2 separate regions of the Mus musculus genome follow, and region 1 is linked to region 2. Evidence: chromatin contacts called from public Hi-C data. All regions are on one chromosome and are shown on one strand. Each heading gives the region's core, a stretch centred on a gene start, on an enhancer-like site or on the middle of the called end of the contact. The rest is flanking DNA. Distances are from core to core; before and after follow the strand shown. Region 1 has its middle 69 kb from the start of Gm51759. Region 2 overlaps Hivep2 (human immunodeficiency virus type I enhancer binding protein 2).

Region 1 (5,559 bases), core at 424-2,923, 210 kb before region 2:
CTCCTCCCTCAGTGCTGAGAAATGTTAAAGTTTTTATGAAAGGAAGACACTCCTTCCCAGTGAGCCAAGAACACAGTTTAGCTCTCTCACTTCTTTAGCAGTTTAAACTCAGTTTTCATTAGGCAAATTGTTCGCTGCTGTTAATAAGAACTGTGCCCGCTTTTTCCAGAGTGGTCATATATGAAACTGAAAAGCTTCCAGTGTCTAATCCAGATCTCATGTATGGCCAAGAAGAAAGGAAAGACCATTCCAACCCAGGCAGTGACACAGGGAAATAAGGTTTAGAGAGCTCTAAAGAGGAGTGCACTGACTAGTTCTGTGTCAACCTGACACAGCTGGAGTTATCACAGAGAAAGGAGCTTCAGTTGAGGAAATGCCTCCATGAGATCCAACTGTAAGGCATTTTCTCAATTAGTGATCAAGGGGGAAAGGCCCCTTGTGGGTAGGACCATCTCTGGGCTGGTAGTCTTGGGTTTTATAAGAGAGCAAGCTGAGCAAGCCAGGAGAAGAAGCCAGTAAAGAGCATCCCTCCATGGCTTCTGCATCAGCTCCTGCTTTCTGACCTGCTTGAGTTCCAGTCCTGACTTCCTTGGTGATGAACAGCAGTATGGAAGTGTAAGCAGAATAAATACTTTCCTCCCCCAAGTGCTTCTTGGTTATGATGTTTGTGCAGGAATAGAAACCCTGACTAAGACAAGGAGGACAGGAGCAAGGGAGATAGCTCAGTTGGGAAAGTGCTCACCTCGAAAACATGCAGATAGGACTTCTGTCCCCAGACCAATGTGAAAAGAACAGCATGATATATACTTGTGGTCACAGTACTGATGACAAGGCTCAGTAGGACAAGAAGCTGAGGCTCAGTAGACAGCCAGATTTAACTATTGTGCGTTCCAGTCCAGTGTTGGCCTACCACAAAATCAAGATGAGCTGCCCAGAAATAACACTAGAGGATGACCTCTGAATACAGAGGTGCGGCAGAGGAAGAGGGTGAGAGAGTGAGAAGGACAGAGAGACAGATAGACTGACTCAAAAAACGGGGCTATATGGAAGAGACAGAGAAAATGACCTGGGTTAGATGAACAGTTTGTAGAGCACCCTGAGTCTAAGTGTGGATTATGATACTGGTGTCATAAGCCACTGGAAGTTGGGCAGTCAATCCTATAGAGGGCGACAATTCAGTGAGGGATGCAGTCCTGATTACAGCAACAGAACTCTATCATAAAAAGTAATGTCTTTTGAAAGTCCCTTTGCAAGCAAGTACCGGAAATCCAGTCAAATAAGCCCAGTCGACGAATAGGAAATTATTGGAAAGAATATTGAGTCACCTTCAGAACCCAGCAGCATGAAGGATACCCAAATCTATGCAGATTCTATTTTACTTTATTTTTCTTTTTTTACTCCATATCCTGGCTTGTCTTGATTCTCTTAGCAAATGTCCTCTGTACCTCCAAACTCCATGCCTGACCCAGATACTAATGTCTACTCAACTTTCTTAAACCTAGTTATAAATTCCTAAGAGGAAGATAGTGCTCACCCGATGAGGGCCAAGGGCCCCTGATACAATCCATGGCCGTGGTGGTTGGGTGATGGCTGCTTACTTGGGGTTCCGTTTGTGGAGAAAGGAGTGGTTCTTGGAGGAATGTGGTATCATAGATTTGGCAGGAGCGCCAGAAGTTGGTTACATAAACCTACCAGAAGTCTGCTGGTATATTTTAATCCTGAAATCCTCCCAAGGTCAGTATAATGAGGAGATGTAAATAAATAGTATGGTTCTGAATAAGAGGACCAGTTTAAGAGACGCTAGAGCAGCGGTTCTCAGCCTGTGTGGGTCGTCATCTCTTTGAGGGTCAAATGACTGTTTCAAGGGACCATCAGAAAACACAAATATTTACCTTATCATCAATAACATAGCAAATTTACGGTTATAATGTAGCAACAAAAATAGTTTTATGGCTGAGGGTAACCACACAGGAGGGACTATTGAGAAACACTGCTCTAGAGTGTCAGCCATGGGGATGGTACCTGAGGAGATCACAACTGATGTGAAAGATCTCCCAGGACAGCCTGCACTGGGTAATGTCTGAGGAATCCAGCGATCCTTTGCGGGAGTGGCTGTTCGCAGCTTCCATAAATGCCGCACGAATGCAAGCGTGGGCTGCTTTCTTCAGAGAGAAGCTGGGCGTGGAGCTTAGGAGCAGCTAAGCAAGACCTGACAGTTCCAGAACCGCGGAAGGAAATGTCTGTGCTCAAGACATTCCCAGTATTATGAATCAATCCACCAAGTATTTACCAACCGGCCTGCTTTATGCTTGGTGATATTTTGATATTGTGTTTAGTCAGGGGTCTGAGACAAAAGGGCCACCCTGGACTATTGTAGAAAGCCCCCTTGGGTTGTACATGGAGGGGAACGCCAGGATACTTTCCCAGCCTCCTCCAGCAGCTGCCCTTCTAAAACCCAGAGAAGCGCGCAGTCCCTCCCCCACCATCCTGCCTGCCTGCCAGAGTTTCCAGATTTGTTCTGCTTTGCAGTTGCGTCAAAGCCACGCTAGATCCCAATCCTCACAGAAGGCATAAATTAACATTTTATTATGTGTACTTGTTAGGGTCTCTTAAAGTAGACATGCAAATTTGAGGCTCCAGTAATAAATTAGGGCATACCCAGATTAACCGAAAATAAACTGGGTTGCCCTGGCCAAGGCCTTGGAAAGCAGGGCCCTGCCAAGCAGCCAGAGGACAGAGACTCCCCTCAACTCCTGTTCCCCAGTTGTTGACCCTGGCCTCTGGTCATTTCCTTCTCTGTATGGTACCCTGGTCCTCTCTGTGCAGACGCTAGTGGCTTTCATGAGTCCTGATGGGTTTTCTTTTTAGAACAAGGGACAGTTTCCAGTAAGCCTGTTACAGGTCCCTGGCAAGCAATAGAGAGAAAGAGCAAAAGAAAAGTTTTGAGTTTCCATCACACATGGACCAGCTATTCTGAGGCTATACTTTGATTGGTTATTCCTGTAGTGGGACTTGAATTTTGCAGCTTATAGCCTGGAAAACCTTCAGATCAGAAACTTTGAGGCTCCATTGAGCTTGGTGTGTTTTGATGTAGCAGTGGTGAGAAAGTAAGCAGATATAAAAGTAAGGGGCACCTGATGTGCCACCCACAGCCCTACCAGCATCTGTTCTATTATGGTGTTCTGCATTTTGTGGTTGTCATTGCTGTTCTTTGTTTGGTTGGTTGGTTGGTTTTTCATATTTACTAGAGAAAAGAGGAAAAGGCTGTGTGTGTGCGTGTGCATGTGCGTGTGTGTGTAACTATCTAGGGGACATGTATAGACAAGTCCATACAAATAAAGACACTGCAGTTTGGAATTGGAAAACTTCCCCAACGTTCATGGGGTAAAGGTGTAGGAATAGCGGGATGCAGAGTGGTTAGAAGGAAAGGCCCAGCAGAAAGTCTTTACATTATGATGGGGTGCTCTTAAAGGAGGCTGTGACGTCCAAATCCTTTCCTCTTTCACTCTTTGATTTTCTAGCCAGAAAATGAGCAGCTTGTACTTTAAGCAAGGTACCCATATGCTTCCTTGCCATATGTCCAAAAGAAATGGAGCTAAATAGTCATGGGCTGAAACCTCCAACATCTTGACCCCAAATAAGCCTTTTCTCTTTATAAGTTAATTACCTTAAGTATTTGATACAACAGTGGAAAGCTGGATAACACAAGAGGAGGGCCTTAGAGAAGTGATGCTGTGTGGCTATTTCCTCCTAATTAAAACATTTTCTTCTAGAAGAAGGCTCCTTAAGACTTAGGTAAGAAAAGCGTATGTCTAAGGAAGTTCCTGAAACTCACAGGATCCCTAAAGCCTCTCTCCAGTCTTATAAAAGTAGTAAAAATTCAGGAAAGAGGAGATGCCCATGTGTCTTGCTGGGAGTTCTCGAAATGTCTCCCGTTTGTCATTGTTCACACTAAGGGGAGGCTTTTGATAATGCCTTTCAGTCATCAATGCCCCCATCCGGAGCTCCCTCTCTATGATTCTGTGAGCAACTTCAATAAATTACTGGTTTCCTAAACCATGCTTGAGTGGAATCATTCCTTCTGTCTATCATCCCTGTGTGGAGTGAATTCCCATGTGTTCCCACCTCCCCAGGATAAGTCGCACTACGGCTGGTCCACAAGAATTCATGATGGAAGGGAAATTTTAGTTGTAATACTGTGAGCAGGAAAGCTGAAATCCAGGGGCCTAGTGCTGGACTGTAATGCACAACACTTGAGGGGATCCTATTGGAACTCCCCTACCACAAGAAGTACCTTGGAAACCACCTTCATGTGGGTTCTAGGCTAAGAGACTATATCATCTCCCTCATCCAGGAGTTCTGTCTCCAGGTGACTTTTACCTGGCACTCCCCTAAAGTGAACAAACTCTCTTAGTGTGCTCAAGGTCAGATTCATATTCATAGCAACTACTCGGAGGTCTCAATGCTCAGATGCTATCTCATTGTCAAATATTCCCCTCCAAAACACCTGCTTCTTCACCTCTCACCTCCCTCCTTCTGAGTCTCCTTAGCCTCCCTACTTCCTCTCTCTCTCCTTATTTCAGTCAGTTCTTAGCATCTCGTTTCACCTTCCAGCTCCATAGAGAGCTATGCGTGGTTCTTGCCTTCCCCCAGTGGCATTTAAAGTGTTTCTTGGTGCAAAACATCCTATTCATTGCCATAGAAACAGGGAACTCAGTGTGGAAGAAAAAAAGGGGAGAAAGGAGTCTGACACTCTGCAGCTATTCAATTCTGTTATTTTGCCCAAATCCATAAATGGCAACATACCAGGAGATACCCAAAAGCCAACCCGCTGTTAGAACAAGCGAAGGAAGGGCTTCTTGTTCCTGGGAGAGTTTACCCAGGTTTTAAAGCAGGAAAGAAGAGGCTAGAGTGCAGGGAGGGTTTGTCCTCCCCCAATCCCTCTCAGTGTCACTGGCTATAAAATGAAGTTATTGTCACCTTCTCACTGGGGTCACAGGAGGATACCCTGTGTGACAGCTGGGTTTCACCCCTCTCTAGGCTCACCACACCCTTGGATAGCACAATTCAGTGTCGTTCGAGGAAGAGACTTGTTGACTGTCCACTCCCTGACATAACAATGAGACGATCTTCACAGCCCCATCATTTCTAAAGAAAAGGCAGTGAGCTTTGACCATTCCTGATAGGAAGGAAAAGAAAAGTCAAACTTTTACATCTCCCGGGCAACCAACGATGAGCCTTCTTTGAGCCCCTGATTTCAAAGATGACTAACTCTTCATTCTTTAAGCACTGCCCCTGTGTCTGACCCTGGAGCACCCCAGTTCCCTGGGGAACTATCATCTCTAAGCTGAGAATAGACTGGGGAGCGATGATGAAGAGAGCTAAAGCTAGTGTGCTCAGACCTCCGTGGCCATGGGTTTTCTCAGAGGTGTTGCAAAGTGCAAATCCGGAAGTGCTCCTCGCCAGCATTCAGAAGCTCTGCTGTACCCACTCCGTGTGCAGGATGTTTGTCTGTCTGGTATCCATCAGTCACAGAGGCAACACCAAGTTGCTGACATC
Region 2 (5,453 bases), core at 451-2,950:
AAAAGTGTTCCAATAAATCACTTAAAGAAGCTTTAATTACGTTTTAAAAATGTTTCAAATTATAATTCTAAGTTCTTCTGCAGTGTTTTTATGATTTATTTTTTATTATTTATTTTATTTCCCTCCAAGAATGTAACTTCCCAGCTTAGAGTTGAAAAGACATCTTCTATTGCTCTCGGGGGAGCTGTCAGGCAGCTCTATGAAGGCATGTGAGCTTTCTGCACCATAGAAAGTATTTCCTCTGGCTGGAGAGATGGCTTAGTGGTTAAGAGCACTGACTGCTCTTCCAGAGCTCCTGAGTTCAATTCCCAGCAACCACAGGGTGGCTCACAACCATCTGTAATGGGATCCGATGCCCTCTTCTGGTGTGTCTGAAGACAGCTACAGTGTATTCATATACATACATACATACATACATACATACATACATACATACATACAAACATACATACATACAATCTTTTTTTAAAAAAAAAGTATTTCCTCCAAACTAGGCATATCTATTCATGGATGAAATGAAGCACATATATTTGAGCCACAAATATAGATCAAATGTTGGTTTGGATAAATATTATAAAAATTCTAATTTGGTACCACTCAGAAGGGCTCCTCATAAAATGGTTTTCACACAAGTGTATGTTACTCTCCTGACAATTATGAGATTTAGTTAATGAGTCTAAGGATCCTACTTAGCACCTCGAACAAGAAGGTGCATAAAAACTGGAGATTATTGTTAATTCAAATCTGGAGTAATTGATCCTTATTAATCGACTACTAAATAAATATCTGCATAATGCTAATGTCATACACGGACAAGCTGGATTTAGAAGTGGTTAAATCATACAGAAAAGCAATGGACAATGGGCTCAAACATAGTGTAACCTCAAAGATGAAATTCACATGTACTTCAATAGTTTACAGGACATCCAATGTACCTCCTGCCTATGTCAGTACAAGGACAAGAAAATCACCTCCCAAATTTAATCTTTTACTAATGTAACATTCTTCTATTCCACTGAGATTTTAATTCCCATGGTCTTGTTTGCTCTTCAAATTGTTAAACAATCAAGATTGCATCATGGGTGCAGCTGAGTGGTAGCAAGCTTGCCTAACATTCTTTAGGCTCTGTGTTTGATAAGGTGTGCTAGCATGTGGTAATGCCTACACAATGATGTCAGCCCCCCTCAACTACAACTTGCCCTGATTTTTATGCTCCAAGTTTATTTCCCTGAGTAGCCTTCTATAATCTGTAGAAGTTCAAAAGAAACAAAACTATCCTCCCACAGATACACACCAGAAAGAAAAAAACAAGCAAGCAAGCAAACAAACAAACCAAAGACATGATTTCAAGACCCACAGGTCTTACTTAAAACTCTTCTCAAATAGCCTTAAAGTTCTTCACTGCATAAATCAGTTGACAGTTCCCAAGGCTAATGACATCATATGCTACACACATGGGCTAATCATGTGAGGACATTTAAGCTACGCTTTCAAAAGCATAGGTCAGTGTAGCAGAACACAGAGAGTAAAGTGCGTGTTCCACAATATTCCTGGGGTTTAATAGAAACTACTACACAGTATTTTCATCTAACTAAAACTCTGTCAAGTGTTTGACATAAGAAACCTCAGTAGACCTCCCAGTGAACTTTGGCATTTTGGCCGTGTGGCCAGAAGAACAGTCTCCCATGACAAAGCCTATTCATGAGTCAGCCAGGGAAATAAGCACAATGCTTGCTTAGCTGACGGCTCTTCCCTTTATCGTACTGGCAAGCATGCGCGACACGGGCATCCGCGGTACTAAATTATAGATTGTATATCGTTCTAAAATGCAGTTTCAAGGGTTATGTAAACATGTCTTATTAATAAGCCTAGGTTGACGTGCTTTGGTTTCCGTTGTTTGAAGTCTACCAGGGAGAAAGAGATCAGCAAAATATCTGCAAATTCGAGATAATACATCCACAGCTACTGATGTATTACTGTCCTAAGTTTGCAAAATGGTTCATATTTAAAAAAAAAAAACACACAGAAAGAAAAGAAAACCTCACTTTACCTAAACAATGGCTTAAATGACTATGAAGGGGTCTGTCCTGCAGGGTCCCCAGGCCTGATATTTAGGTTTTGCCCCAGATGCCCTTGTCAGTATTTCCACAACAAAGTCAAAGGTGGCCTTTGGAAGGAGGGTTAAAGAGGAGGCTTCCTGTCAGGGCTTTACAACAGAGAATCAACAGAGGCCCTGTGAGGTCAGCATTATTCAGCACTGGGGCCTCCTTTCCGGGACCCCTCCGGATGCTCGGGGTCCCCAGGCTGGGCGGTCCGCGGCCAGTGCTCACCCTGGCTTTCCGCCCAGGCAGCCCCTGCCAGGCCTTGCACCCAGAGCCCTTGCGCAACCAGGGTGCTCCGCATGGGCCCCGAAACTAGGCCGGCTGCTAGAGCAGCGAGCCCCACTTTCTCCAGGCAGGAAGTGGGGAGGCGGAGAGCATTTCCTGTTGTGCACTGACAGCCAGGGAGACGTCATCGCAGTCAGCGCCTTCGGATGGCCGCCCCTGGGCCAAAGGTCAGCTGCCGGCAGGGCGGGGGCTCGCAGGCGGGGGCGTGCGCTGAGACTCCCGCTGCAACGCTGCGCCTCCCGGGTCTGCAGTCCCACAAGAGGCCACCTGACGCCTTACGGTCCTGCAGGACTCAACTCCCGCCCACCAACCCCCGCCCGGCCCCAGCAAGAAGAGGCATGCATCTTCAGAGGCTGAAGAAGCACTTTCCTTGCCCGATCCTGATTGCAGTTTCCCTAATAGGACTCTCTACCAGGAATCTTTTTTTTGTTTGTTTTGTTTTGTTTTGTTTTGTTTTTCGAGACAGGGTTTCTCTGTATAGCCCTGGCTGTTCTGGAACTCACTTTGTAGACCAGGCTGGCCTCAAACTCAGAAATCCACCTGCCTCTGCCTCCCAAGTGCTGGGATTAAAGGCGTCCGCCACCACACCTGGCTACCAGGAATCTTTTAAAGCATCAAAAGTTGCCTGCCCTCCCCCTTCCTCCCCTCGAGCCCCACTTTTTATCTCCAATATTGATTCCTTAAACAACTGACACATGGCAGAAATGAAAGCTGATTTCCATACTGCGCACCTCCAATGAAGTCGAAGACAAACAGGAAATGCTATGTTCTCATTAAATACCCACTGCACAGCATAAACTTCCACCTACTGAGGTCTTTAATGCTCGTAATTTATTTCTTAAAAGTCTCCTAAGATCTATTTGGTCTTGCTCTTACCCTGGATAATAACAACAAAAAACAGGACCAAAATATTTTAAGGGAAAAATGATCGATTTATAGTTTTTAAGCCACTGATTTTTTTTTTTCTTTAGCCTCAATTTCCAGACTTGTATTTCGTTTCAAGCCATAACCATGATAACCCTGGGTAATTCTACAAGTCAGTGGGTTAAGGTTAACAGTGGTTAAAAATAAGACCATAAGGTATTGTATAATTATTATGAAATAAAAACTGAAATAGTTTCCTTTCAGTTTGCTAATGAGATAGATTGTTAATTACAAGAAAAAATGATAACTTCTGTTCTCATGACAAACCAGTATGAAGGCACTGAACCACCGTCTCTAACATTTCAACTATGCAGTGTTTCGCAGGACATGATAAGAGACATTTACAGCCTTACATGATGACCTTCAGCAATGGTAATTTCTCAATATAAATCTTTGGAGTAGCAGGTCTTCCTCACTAACTGAAGCGGGGAGGCAGCAGTATACACACAGGTAAGCTGAATGAGAAATATCTATCTGCTCAATTTGCTATGAACCTTAAGCTGATCTAAGACATGATTTTTTAAACATATTTAGGGTTCTGTATACATTATTTAAGAAACAACTTCTCTAGCTAGGTGACCTAAAACTTGTGATCCTCCTGCCTCTAGCTTTTTAGTGTTGAGATAATAGGTATGTACCATTGCGATGCAGGGATCAAACCAGGTACAGTCTCCACCAGCTGAGCTGCAAGTCAGATCCACCACCTTCCCTTTGTTAAAGGGTACTAATTTTTTTATGCTAAATGGGCATAAACATGGAATCTGATGAATGTCAACTGCCATATTCAATCCTCACTGTCTAAGGCAATATCAAAGGATGCCATTATAGTGACCCAAAACCAATGTGTCTTTGACCACTCTTGTCTTTTCACCTTAACACCCTAAGAAAAAAGTAGGGTTTTTGCATCATCAGTTTAAATTTGCGTATAATTTACATAATATTAAAATATTCCATTTACTCAGCACATAATTAAACTGTCAGTCAGAAATAAGCTCTGAGTATTTAAATGTCCACTCAGCTGGGGAGCCAACAGACTTGTAAAGACCTGAACTATGCTCTATGTTACCTCTGCTCTGCTTCAGGGAGGCGATGCCTTACAGTGACTCTTGGCAGGGTCTAAGAGATAATCATTCCAAATTCCTTGTTTCCTTAGCATGGACACAACAACTTATAAAGTAAGTTTTCGATTCATTTTATCTTTATATGTATGGGTATTTTGTCTGCACCGCATGCATACAGTAACCACGGGTCAGAAAAAGGCACCGGATGCCCTGCAAGTAGATTAGGGATGGTTGTGAGCCACCACGAGGGTGCTGGGAACCAAACCAAAGTTCTCTGCAAGAGCAATAGGTGCTCTTAACCACAGAGTCATTCTCCAGACACAGACAGAGATACACACACAGCAACGTTTAAATCCCAACAGTGTCGAAGCATCCATCCTTGCATAGGGGAGGGAGCCTAATGTATCCGATCCCATGAAAACCTTCCGTGTTTTGTCCGTCTCCTGAGTGATCCCTCTCCTAGGAGTTTCAACACGTACCCCCATCTCAAGTGTTGTTTTATTGAGTAAGTCTGCCCTAAACATTTCTTTTGTTTTTCTTTTTTCTTTTTATGAGTGCGGATTGTTACTTACTCTTTCAAATCATGTCACTGGTATAAAATTAACAAGCCATAAGTTACAAGTGACTGCCCAAATACTATCTAGGGTCAGTGAAGATTTTATTCAAGCCTCATGCTCTCTGGTTTATATTATGTTCCTGATGATGACTCTGGAAAGAACAAAGGGGATGGTTAAAAATTCTCCTGTTTTATAATCCTAATTATGGACTAAATGAAAGTAATACTATTATAAGTTTAGCACAGACTGAAGATAGAAAGACCAGTATAGCAGCAATAAAGCATATCAACTTGTGAATAAACATATTAATTGTGAACACAGACCATAATATTGAACTATGGCGTCTTCTGGTTCAAGGTGCTTTTTCTGCTACATGAAAAAGAACAAATGAATGGGAAATACAAAGATACTGTACGGGATAACTGATTTCACACCTTCTCTTTAGAAACAGGGTAGGTAGCAAGGCAAACTAAAGCAGGTGTGACTTAGTCCCCCAGGACTACAAGGTGTCCAAGCACCATTTG

Evidence for each region. A called contact is a pair of places that touch in the nucleus more often than the background predicts.
Region 1: a contact with region 2 is called in a Hi-C map of uterus, with 5 times the contacts expected there. The contact joins two enhancer-like sites. A contact is called at or near these places in 1 of 39 promoter capture datasets (hippocampal neurons), 1 of 15 datasets of contacts at CTCF or cohesin (pro-B cells), 47 of 484 Hi-C or Micro-C datasets (B cells, the BV-2 cell line, DN2 thymocytes and 28 more), 7 of 115 datasets of contacts at active chromatin or transcription factors (PVALB interneurons, cardiomyocytes, embryonic basal ganglia and 4 more) and 1 of 9 other capture datasets (bone marrow-derived macrophages).

Annotation. Positions count from the first base shown.
Region 1 is chr10:14,193,070-14,198,628 of GRCm38.p6, reverse strand. No RefSeq gene overlaps it. Among named protein-coding and RNA genes, the nearest start is that of Gm51759, 69 kb to the right of the region's middle. Within about 2 kb of position 1,673, at least 47 of the 459 cell types and tissues checked have an H3K27ac peak or open chromatin away from gene starts, as enhancers often do. A contact at or near this core is called in PVALB interneurons, brain, cerebral cortex and 4 more, where this site is marked.
Region 2 is chr10:13,980,083-13,985,535 of GRCm38.p6, reverse strand. The region is part of intron 1 of Hivep2 (human immunodeficiency virus type I enhancer binding protein 2); the gene reads right to left. Among named protein-coding and RNA genes, the nearest start is that of Hivep2, 16 kb to the right of the region's middle. Within about 2 kb of position 1,700, at least 300 of the 459 cell types and tissues checked have an H3K27ac peak or open chromatin away from gene starts, as enhancers often do. A contact at or near this core is called in PVALB interneurons, brain, cerebral cortex and 4 more, where this site is marked.